3 separate regions of the Sus scrofa genome follow, and all the other regions are linked to region 1. The links are chromatin contacts, called in public Hi-C and HiChIP or PLAC-seq maps. All regions are on one chromosome and are shown on one strand. The core of a region is the stretch at or near the end of the contact, and the rest is flanking DNA. Distances in the headings are between cores, read along the strand shown.

Region 1 (3,357 bases), core at 146-2,645:
TGTCAGGAGGCTCTAGTGCCCAGATTATTCTAGGGAAGTCAGCACACCTGGCTCTGTTTTTGGTTCCTTTCCTAGAGTCATTCGGCCAGCAAATTGGAAGGCAGCAGGGAGCCTCATGTGTCCTTCCCCACTGTTCATAAGGCAATAACCAACCTCCAAACTGAAGGTGGGGATGAGGGGATTTGCTCTAGCTATACGTACAGGAAAAAAAATCTGTACCAGGAGTGCCCCTCATGGCTCAGCGGAAATGAATCTGACCAGTATCCATGAGGATGCAGTTTCAATCCCTGGCCTCAGGTTAAGGATCTAGTGTTGCCATGAAGTGAGCTGTGGTGTAGGTCACAGATGAGGCTCAGATCTATTCGACCCCTAGCCTGGGAACCTCCATATGCCACAGGTATGGCCCTACAAAAAAAGACCAAAAAAAAAAAAAAAATCTGTACCAAAGTTTCAGCAGCTTAGCTTTGGTGATTGGTCTGTAATAATTCTGTCAACCTCTTGTGTTTATAAAGCCCTCCTCCAAACTTCTTAGAAGAGCTGTAGGATAAGAAGGAACGAGTTATTTCTTGAGGACCTGCTAGGGCCGTTCATATTTTACTTGTAAGCCTCATCGCAGCACCACCAGGAAAGAACTACTTTTTCCACCTTACAGCAGAGGAAATTGAGGATCAGGAGGATGTCAAAAGGCTGGTGTCCAACAGAACCTTTGTCATTTAGGAAAAGCAAACTCTTCCACAGCCACTACAAAGGGCATGCCTCTTTCAAAGTGTAGAGTAGTGGCAGCCAGACAGCTATTCTTAGAGGGTTTTTTCTTCACTCTTTAGCCCTCCCCCCCCCCTTTTTAGCCTGACTACCTCTGATGCCCATGGTTAAATATATTTATAAGTGATCTTGATGCAAGAAGTTGGCTCAGTTCCAATTGGAAATGCACTTAATCCTGTCATCTCAAACCATCCCATCCTTCTTAGCAGGTCACTCTCGGAGTGATCCAGAGGGTGTTAGTGGGAGCAAAGTGTCCTCTCCATTTTGCCGGTACCATGATGAGACGCTGACAATGCCTTTTCTGCCAGCCAAGCACCTCTATGCCAGGCAGGATGCTAACGGTAATGGAGAGCGGCCCTCTACGTCGAGCCCTGAAGGACTGCTTTCACTTGTGTCCGTTTGATTTTGTGGTTTGGTTGTGGGTTGATCCCAACCGAGCCCAAGGGACGGAGGTAGGAGAACCTTGATCACAGAGGAGGCTGTTAATGAGGGAAGCAGTCGGAGGTTCGGTCTAATCTGAAAATCAAGGATATATCATCTCCTAAATCTGTCAGAGCAATTTAGGACTGCCTTCTAGACAACCTCATTCATTCCGGGATTGCTCCCATTACCTGCTGTGACTGAGGGAAGCGCCTGGACCCTGGCCCCAACCTTCAATGGAGCGCCACCTAGCGGAATTGTTTTCAAATACAAACATTATGCTGCCAAGGAAGTCCTTTTGCGTAAGGCTCTTGGCATTTGATTTTTTCTTTCAGGCGCTGTGTCAACAGGATGATGGAGCATTTCCTAAGTCCAAATAAGCCGAGTTAACATATTACGGATTTAAATAGTGTGGCAGTTAATTGACCGAGGATATTTCGCCGCTTAATAGCCTGAGTTCCCTTTACCCTTGACTAGAGAAGCAGAATGGACCTGTTACACTGGGGTGGAGTCCCTGACAGCAGGGCAAGTAGCAAGGAAGGAAAAAACAAGCCAATGTCCTGAAAAATCTCCATAAAAGGTCAGGCATGGGCAGATTAAATGAACATCATCCTCATGAAAACAGAGGCAGCTAGGTGGCCTGGCATCCCAAGCTTCTGAAGATGGCTCTCAGCCGCCAGGGGAGGAAAATCCCCATCTCTTCCTCACCCAGGCAGGAAGAGATCTGTGCAAAGACCCTAAATGTTTAGATTCTTTCCACATCACCTCTTGCTCAATGTGGTCAGAACACAAATGATTTCAATCCCCTCATCCCTCTTGTTTAGAGGTAGCTCGCTATGATTTTAAAAGGTTAGAATTTCAGGTGATTAAAAACTGCTCAGATAAACACCTACCACCCAGCCACTCTGGGGCTTCTCTTTGATAGAAGTAGTGTGTTTGAGTCCTAGGACTGCCTTAATTAAGTACCACAAACATGGTTTGAAACAACAGAAATTTATTCTCTCCCAATTCTGGAGGCTCCAAGTCCAAGATCAAGGTGTCAGCAGAGCCATGCTCTCTCTGAAGGCGCTAAGGGAAGATATGTGCCTTTCTCCCAGCTTCTGGTGTTGCTGACCATCCCTGGCATTCCTTAGCTTGTAGACACATCACCCCAGTCTCTCTCTCAGCATCACATGGTGCTCACTCTGTGTCCTCACACCATCTTCCCTGTGTGCATGCCATTGTCTTCACATGACATTTGGCTCTGCGTCTCTTCCACTCTCCTAATGAGAACACCAGTCCTATTAGCTTGGGTGCTCACCCTCCCCCAGTGTGACCTCATCTTCACCTCCATCTTGATCACATTTGCAAAAATCCTACTTCCAGATAAGGTCACATTCACAGCTTCCAAGGGTTAGGACCTCAACATATCTTTTTAAGGACATATTCAACCCATAAGAAATAGGAAGGGTCAACAGCAGGCAGAAAACCACAAGACCAACACCAGTTATAAGGGTGAGGGAGAGAAGGGCATGGAGATGCCCCAGTGCTGCTGGTTGTTTTTTTCCCCTGAATTCCCACATTCTCATCCATCCAAACCTCTGTAATATGAGGCTAAGACAAGATCATGATATTAAATACTATTATATCAGTAGGATGAGAAATATATTTTAAAGACATGCCATTTCCTTAGAAAGAAAATAATTGTCCATTATCTATTTGGAACATCCTTCCAAATAGCTGTCTCTAATTTACCGCCCTTTATTTTTAGTGGGTGTAAAGGAAATAAATATGACTCATTTAACACCATCTGTGCATTTCCACTGAAATGGAGAGTCAACCTGAAATATGTAGAAACTTTCAGTCTTTTAATGTAGGATTCTTTTTATTTAATGCATTAGCTATTTGATAGATAATTCAATAGATCCTACTGCACTAAACTATACAGCATTCTTATTCTTCATATTTTTTATAGTCCATATTGTCTTATTATTGATAACGCATGCATGTATGCTACATGTAGGTGCTGTCTTTGTAGGAAATACTTTCTCCTTTCAAACAGATGTAACAATGTTATCTGTCTTTACTGACTCTCTTCTGTGTTCCAGACACAGTGCTAATTGGTTTATATGCATTATTTTATTTAATTATTAAAGTAAACATGCTGTACGTGTTGTCATTCCCATTTTACAGATG
Region 2 (2,956 bases), core at 172-2,671, 130 kb before region 1:
ACCCAGCCCCACCCCTTAACCTGTGACCTACAGTGGCAGTTGCTCACTGCTGTTGAACGAAGCAGCCCCCAAACTACAGCCCATCTTCCAGATACCTCAGTGCACTTTAGGAAATCAAAAATTACCTGGAAGCAATTTAGTACATAGATTGGCTTTAAAAAACCTTTTGTTTTAAACAGCAGCATTAAACTTAGTGACATGACACTGACATGATTAATACCATCTTAACACACTCAAAATTCAGTCTTTCACATTATAACCAAGCATAGTGGTAAACTGTTATAAAAGTGACTTTGCTACGAGAGACAGGTTAGGGAACAAATAAATACCTGACTTTTGGAGAAATGCAGAGCTTCTGTTCAGATTGCAATAAGCCGTACACATTTTAGACACAACGTAACACTGTAACAGGTGGTATAGGAAAAGGAATCTTGACTCAAGTGTCTCTTTTCGGTGACACAGTGGCAGACTACAGGTAATTGGCTGTTGACTTTCATTACAAACACAAACACACGGAAGAACCACACTCACACTAGTTTGTTCACTTTATGTCTCTCTGAAGCAACAGGCTAAAAAAGTATGATGAAGTAAAAAGTCTGTTTTTTAAGAAAAATCTCTTTGTCCACTTCCTACATCATATTTTCTGTTTCATATGGTTTTACTTCTTCCTTTCTCTTCCACTTATTTTAGTTTTATTTGGACAAGCGCTGCATATATGTATTTATGTGGTGCTGTTTATTACATATATACACACTATTTGGGGAATTTTATTTCTCCCTTACAATTAAGGTAAAATATTTTATTTACCCTCAGTTTATATGCAGAGTAGTTTACAAAGTGTGGACAATGCAATGCCAACCACTCCTGCAGCCACTGGAAAGAGTGAGGGTGGGGGAGAAAAGTGGAGTTCAGGGCAAAAGTGATAAAAGCTGGGGAAGAAGCAAAGTTTTTTTTTTTTTCAAAACCATATGACTGTCACCAGTGTTATAAAAAAAAGGTCAAATACAGTTTTAAAGATTCAGTAAACATTGCACACAGCAAGTATTCAGTGTAAAAAAAAAAAAGCACGCATCAACAATTTCCTTTTGATAGTTTGTCTGGATGTTTAAATTACATGTATCATACAGATAAGCCTGTTGTTGAACCAGGAGACCAGAGGCTCAAAAGCAATGCATTCTTTTTTGTTTTGGACGTCGGGACAAGAGAAATGACAAATCCCAACTGCATGGAAATCTAGGAAATGTATAGACAAAGAAACACAAGCAAAATACCTTTCCTTTCCTCCCCTCCACACCCCAACCATGACTCCCCACACTTCAGTGTATTAAGTAGGCAAGCTTTACTTGTTTCAGTCTGCAGAATCCAACGTATCATTAGAAGGGGGGAGGGGAGGTGCGTATCTCAGTCTGTAAGTGCCTAAAACGGGAAAGACAGAACTGCTAAGTCACTGCGTACAAGGCAATGCATCACAAACCACTACAAGATATCAAAGGGGCCTGCTCCTCCGGCAGCTCCCACTGCACTACTGCGACTCCCCAAGGGTCAATAAAGTGACTCAAAAAGGAATAGGAAGTTTGTGCTTTAAGTTCAACCGAAAGCTTCCCAACTCAATTCTCCTTTAAAAATGTCAAGCACACACTCCCAATTTAAGACTTTTTTTTCCTGTGTAAGATCTGGCAAAATGACAAAGCATAATGGGGGAGTGAAAGGTAACAGTTTGAGGTCTACACTGAAATTGATATCTTCCTCATACTCATTTATGAACAATTTCTTTACTCTGGTGCTAATAATATTAAACTTATTTCAAATTTCCTTCCTCCCACAACCGGTGCTTAAATACTTTGTTCCTTAAAATGTAATAGCATTTTTTAAAAAAAGTCTGCTGGGAAGGAAAAATGTAGCCTGGGGAAAACGCATGAGGCCAGCTGGTTGTGAACAAATATACTCAAATAACTAAAAATCTTTCGTCAGACTATATCACTTCCTAGTTTTTCAGTATTTAAAAACTTGGTTTATTCCATGAAATCAGATTGTAGCTTTAAAAAAAAAAGTGCTGCTAGTAAGAGATTTGCAAATTCCCACTATATTCCTTAAAAAGTGCCTTTACGGTTTATTCCTTAATTGGAAACTGAATTTCTTTGAACTTCCCTGTGCCTCGTGACCTGGGTCTACACTAGGTTTCACCATTTGCATTTTAAGATTTGTCACTGAAAGCACAACATCCGTAAACGAACACACAACAGCTCTTTCTGCTACAACAGATTCACCGTGATCAGTAAGGGAGGGAGAAATGGGCACATCAAAAACAAGTCCTCTGGGAGCTCTCATGATTACCTTGTTGACTGGCCTCCATGGACGACTGCTTACACTCCTGCGCATAGTGTCCGCTTACACCACAGTTGTAACATGAAACGTTCCCATTCTTCTTGGGCCCCGAACCACTTGTGTTGGCAACTACGCTAGGTGGATACACGGGATAGAATCTCCCAAATCCTGCCATCTGCTGCATGCCATAGCTGGCTTGGCTCCCCATGACTGGGTCGTGCACCAGTCCGTTTGCATATGGAGTCTGAGGCAGAAAAAAAGGAAGTTGGTTTCCATTGCTCTGATGTGCTTGGTTGAGGTAGCTGCCATTGCAGATGGATGGCAGGGTAAAGAATGACGGGACTCGGTACATTGGTCCGGGCATCGGATTAGGGTAATAGTAACTATTTAGCTGAAGGTTTCCATTGGTCCCACAGCTGCACCTTCGCCCACAAGAACCACAAGGACCTGAGCCCACCTGCTGTGGTGGCAATATCGTCCCGTTAGCGTTCGTGTTGCCCACGGCACTGATGTATGACGTGCTGTCGCTCTGAGCTGTGCTGTGGGTCAGAGCAGGGCTCGGGCTGGGCGCAGGGCCGGGGGTGTGGGTGGGAACAGCAGGGGGGACAGTCGCCTGGGCCTGGCTGATGCC
Region 3 (2,990 bases), core at 283-2,782, 220 kb after region 1:
AATGAGGTAGATGATTACTGTACACTGCTAAAAATGACTATAACAAGGGAAAAAAAGTTAATTCCTAACTTAATGTAGAGAAGAAGGCCTGTGAGCTGGTGAGCTGCAGATACACTGCAGGTAGATAGAATTTGCCCGCCCTCCACCCTAGGCTTCCTAAAATTCTGGAAACCTACTGAAATTACGGAACTGAAATGGAATTAAATTGAGTTTATTTAAACAGAAAAAATTTTACCAGCAAAAAACCTAACTTTTAAGTAAGTCATCCTAAAGACAAAAGGTCTTCAAGTGGATCTGACTTTAAGGGCTAGCAACATTTCCTATTCTTTTCCCTCTTGATTCTGAGTCAAATAATTACTGCGAACAATTAAAGGAACACTTTTTCCTGGTAGTGGTGATTCAGGAGATTGTCGAAAATGGAAAAATGATTAAAGCGATAAACCAGGTTGCAAAGAAGTCTTTCTGGAGTCACGTAAAGCCAGTGAACTGGAAACTCTGGATAATTAATAGATACACACCAAGAGCGGAGCCAGGAGCAGGTGCAAGTCCAGCCAAGAGTTGGAGGCGGGCAGAGAACAGTCACTGCCATATCCTTTTGCTTCCACCACGAAAGACTACCCCCAACCCGAACCGTCTCTCTCTGAAACGTCCCTAATACTCAGTACCCGCCCAGAGGTACCCCCTCCTCCACAAGAACCTCTTACAATCCCAACTGCCCAGACAAGAGGCAGGCTGCTTTCACTTACTGAGCTGTCCCCCACCCGATGTCGTACTCGGCTCCCGACCTCCTGCGCCTCCAATGCCAGCTGCTCCAGGGATTCCCGGCGCCCCCATCCCAGGCGGGGTCCCACTCTGCCTCTCGAAGTTACCAGGATTGGAGAAGTAGTCGCGCAGCCGGGGCAGCTCGCGGCCGCTCTCCAACAGCTCCGTGTGCAGCTCCAGGGCTGTCAGCAAGTATTGATCGCGCAACAGCTGAGCCGCGATCGCATCAATTGACAATCTGGCGGGGGTCTCCCCGGTGCTCCCTAGTGTCACTGCAGTCGCTGACCCCTCCCCAGGGAGCCCTGGTCTTGCACTGCTTCCTAAGGCCACGGGATCCTGGGGCGATAGCGAGTCTGCAGAGCCAGGATCTAGGCCGCTCCCAGAACTGAGCCTAAGTCCTGCCCGCCGCTCGTCGGTCGCTGAAACCTCGTCGTCGTCCTCGTCTGAATCGCTGAGGAATGGATTCACGCCGCCGCCACCACCTCCAGGCGCCATCGCCGCCATCTTACACTGTCAGGAGTGTGGGCGCCTCCCTGTCTGGATCAGACAGGCCGCAGCCTGAATTCCAGCTAAGCTTGAGCAGGCACTGTGCACCTCCACAGCCCCGGCCTCACTAGGTCCCGCCTCCTCACCTGGAGACAAGGCCCAGGCTCGGAGGCAAATGGTCCGGATGCAGCGCAGTAGCAACAGCAGCAGCCGCTGCCTTAGCAGCAGCTGCACCAGCAGCCGGGCTCTGCAGGCGTCTTCCTGGTCCCCAGTCTCGCGAGAAATGGCGCGGGCCCTGCCCCTCTTTCTGCCCCAGCCCCGCCCCTCCCCGCCCCGCCCGTTCTCAACCCCAGCCAGCAAAGATTGGGAGCCCCGCTCCCAGCTCAGAGGCAAAGCCCCTCCCCCACTCCTATTTTATTGGCCGATGGAGGGGGGCGGGGACTGGAGTTACGGAGTACGGGCCCAAGAATTATCGCGAGAGCAGCTCTGGTCAGGTAAGTATCGGGGGCGTTCCACGATAAGGGGCAGTTATGACGGTGGCCTAGGAACGTTCTCTTGGCTTTCCTTTCGGGGACCTAGGGGAACTCTGCTACAGAGCTGGATCGGCCTTCGCGCTGAGAAGACCTCATTCCTGAGATCAGGCCTCACCTGGATAAGCCCAGGTAAAGTCAGGGGACTAGAGAGGAGAGGTGTGGTGGTTCTGAAGCTGGCCTCACGGCCTCTGACGCGCTGCTTCACTTTTCCTTAGGATACTTCGCTTTTTCTTACTGTGTGCTGCTAATGACATGTTCTCCGCAAGTGTAGCAAGTGCCCAGGGCAGGGGCAGCAGTCTGAATGTGGCTTCTGTTCCTTGCTTTCTCACCTTAGGCCTGGGGACCGCCTACTTACCACCGAGTTAGAGGTAGAGCGGTATGCGGTAGGGTGAGGGTATGGGAGGTGGAGGGAGTAAATAGAAGACAGAACTCAAAGGTTTGGTTGGGTAAAGTTATATTCCATTGAAGCAGTAAAGTATCTCCTTTAGCTCTGTGAAAAAATACAAATAGAGTATTCTTTCATATCCTTAGGGCACGTTATTGGTTCATGTAAATGTATGCCAACATTTAAATGTAGGCTTAATTTCAGTTTACCAGACTCGGTAAACTAAAATTTCATTGGAGTGAAGTTTTGGGTTTTTTGTTTTGTTTTTGGTAGAAGTGTTTTGATGTTGTTAGTAGTAAGAATTTGAAGTATTTTTTGAATAGAATATTAGCTCCTAATGTTTGAATTCTAAATTGTTGTGTGTCTGCCATATATTGAAGAAAAGCATGGGGAAAAAAATCCCAGATCTTAGGGAAATTATGTCAAAATAGGCTACGCGCTGTCCTGTTACATATTTCTTAGCAAAAAAGATTGCTGATCCTCATTGTAACTAAGTTTGTCAGAGAGATTGAAAATGGAACCAATGTAATGGAGGAATGGTAGGGATTAGGGAATGTCATGGAAAGGGCATGATTAGAAATGGATTGGCTATATACAGCATTTCCATGTCTGTAATGCGGCATTTTAGAAATCTTTTGTATTTAAGGTCCCTGCACTTAGAGTCCTCCCTTCAAGGATTATGCTTATTGAGCTGAAGAGCCTAAAGCTCATATCCCAGTTTTGGCAATTATTTGCTGTGAGACTTTAAAATTAGAGTTCCTTAATTCTCTCAGCTTCATCTGTCAAGGGGATACTCTGAAAGTTCACAGAATTAGGAATATGCT

Evidence for each region. A called contact is a pair of places that touch in the nucleus more often than the background predicts. HiChIP or PLAC-seq counts read pairs in DNA pulled down with a chosen protein or histone mark.
Region 2: a contact with region 1 is called in an H3K27ac HiChIP or PLAC-seq map of alveolar macrophages. The contact joins two enhancer-like sites. A contact is called at or near these places in 19 of 47 Hi-C or Micro-C datasets (alveolar macrophages, blood, embryonic fibroblasts and 10 more) and 2 of 2 datasets of contacts at active chromatin or transcription factors (alveolar macrophages and skeletal muscle).
Region 3: a Hi-C map of retroperitoneal adipose tissue shows a contact between it and region 1, with 2.4 times the contacts expected there. The contact joins the promoter of KIAA1468 here to the enhancer-like site in region 1. A contact is called at or near these places in 1 of 5 promoter capture datasets (liver), 12 of 47 Hi-C or Micro-C datasets (alveolar macrophages, blood, embryonic fibroblasts and 8 more) and 2 of 2 datasets of contacts at active chromatin or transcription factors (alveolar macrophages and skeletal muscle).

What each region holds. Positions count from the first base shown.
Region 1 is chr1:159,093,641-159,096,997 of Sscrofa11.1, forward strand. No RefSeq gene overlaps it. Among named protein-coding and RNA genes, the nearest start is that of ZCCHC2, 73 kb to the left of the region's middle. Within about 2 kb of position 1,396, at least 17 of the 83 cell types and tissues checked have an H3K27ac peak or open chromatin away from gene starts, as enhancers often do. A contact at or near this core is called in alveolar macrophages, liver, omental adipose tissue and 1 more, where this site is marked.
Region 2 is chr1:158,965,465-158,968,420 of Sscrofa11.1, forward strand. It overlaps ZCCHC2 (zinc finger CCHC domain-containing protein 2), which reads right to left. Exons shown (of 14, transcript XM_021099630.1): 13 at 2,335-2,956; 14 at 1-1,416. The coding sequence ends at 1,349. Among named protein-coding and RNA genes, the nearest start is that of ZCCHC2, 55 kb to the right of the region's middle. Within about 2 kb of position 1,422, at least 6 of the 83 cell types and tissues checked have an H3K27ac peak or open chromatin away from gene starts, as enhancers often do. A contact at or near this core is called in alveolar macrophages, where this site is marked.
Region 3 is chr1:159,316,143-159,319,132 of Sscrofa11.1, forward strand. It overlaps KIAA1468 (lisH domain and HEAT repeat-containing protein KIAA1468 homolog), which reads right to left and starts at 1,533. Exons shown (of 29, transcript XM_005654481.3): 1 at 747-1,533. The coding sequence starts at 1,266. PIGN (GPI ethanolamine phosphate transferase 1) reads left to right here and starts at 1,592. Exons shown (of 28, transcript XM_021099782.1): 1 at 1,592-1,742.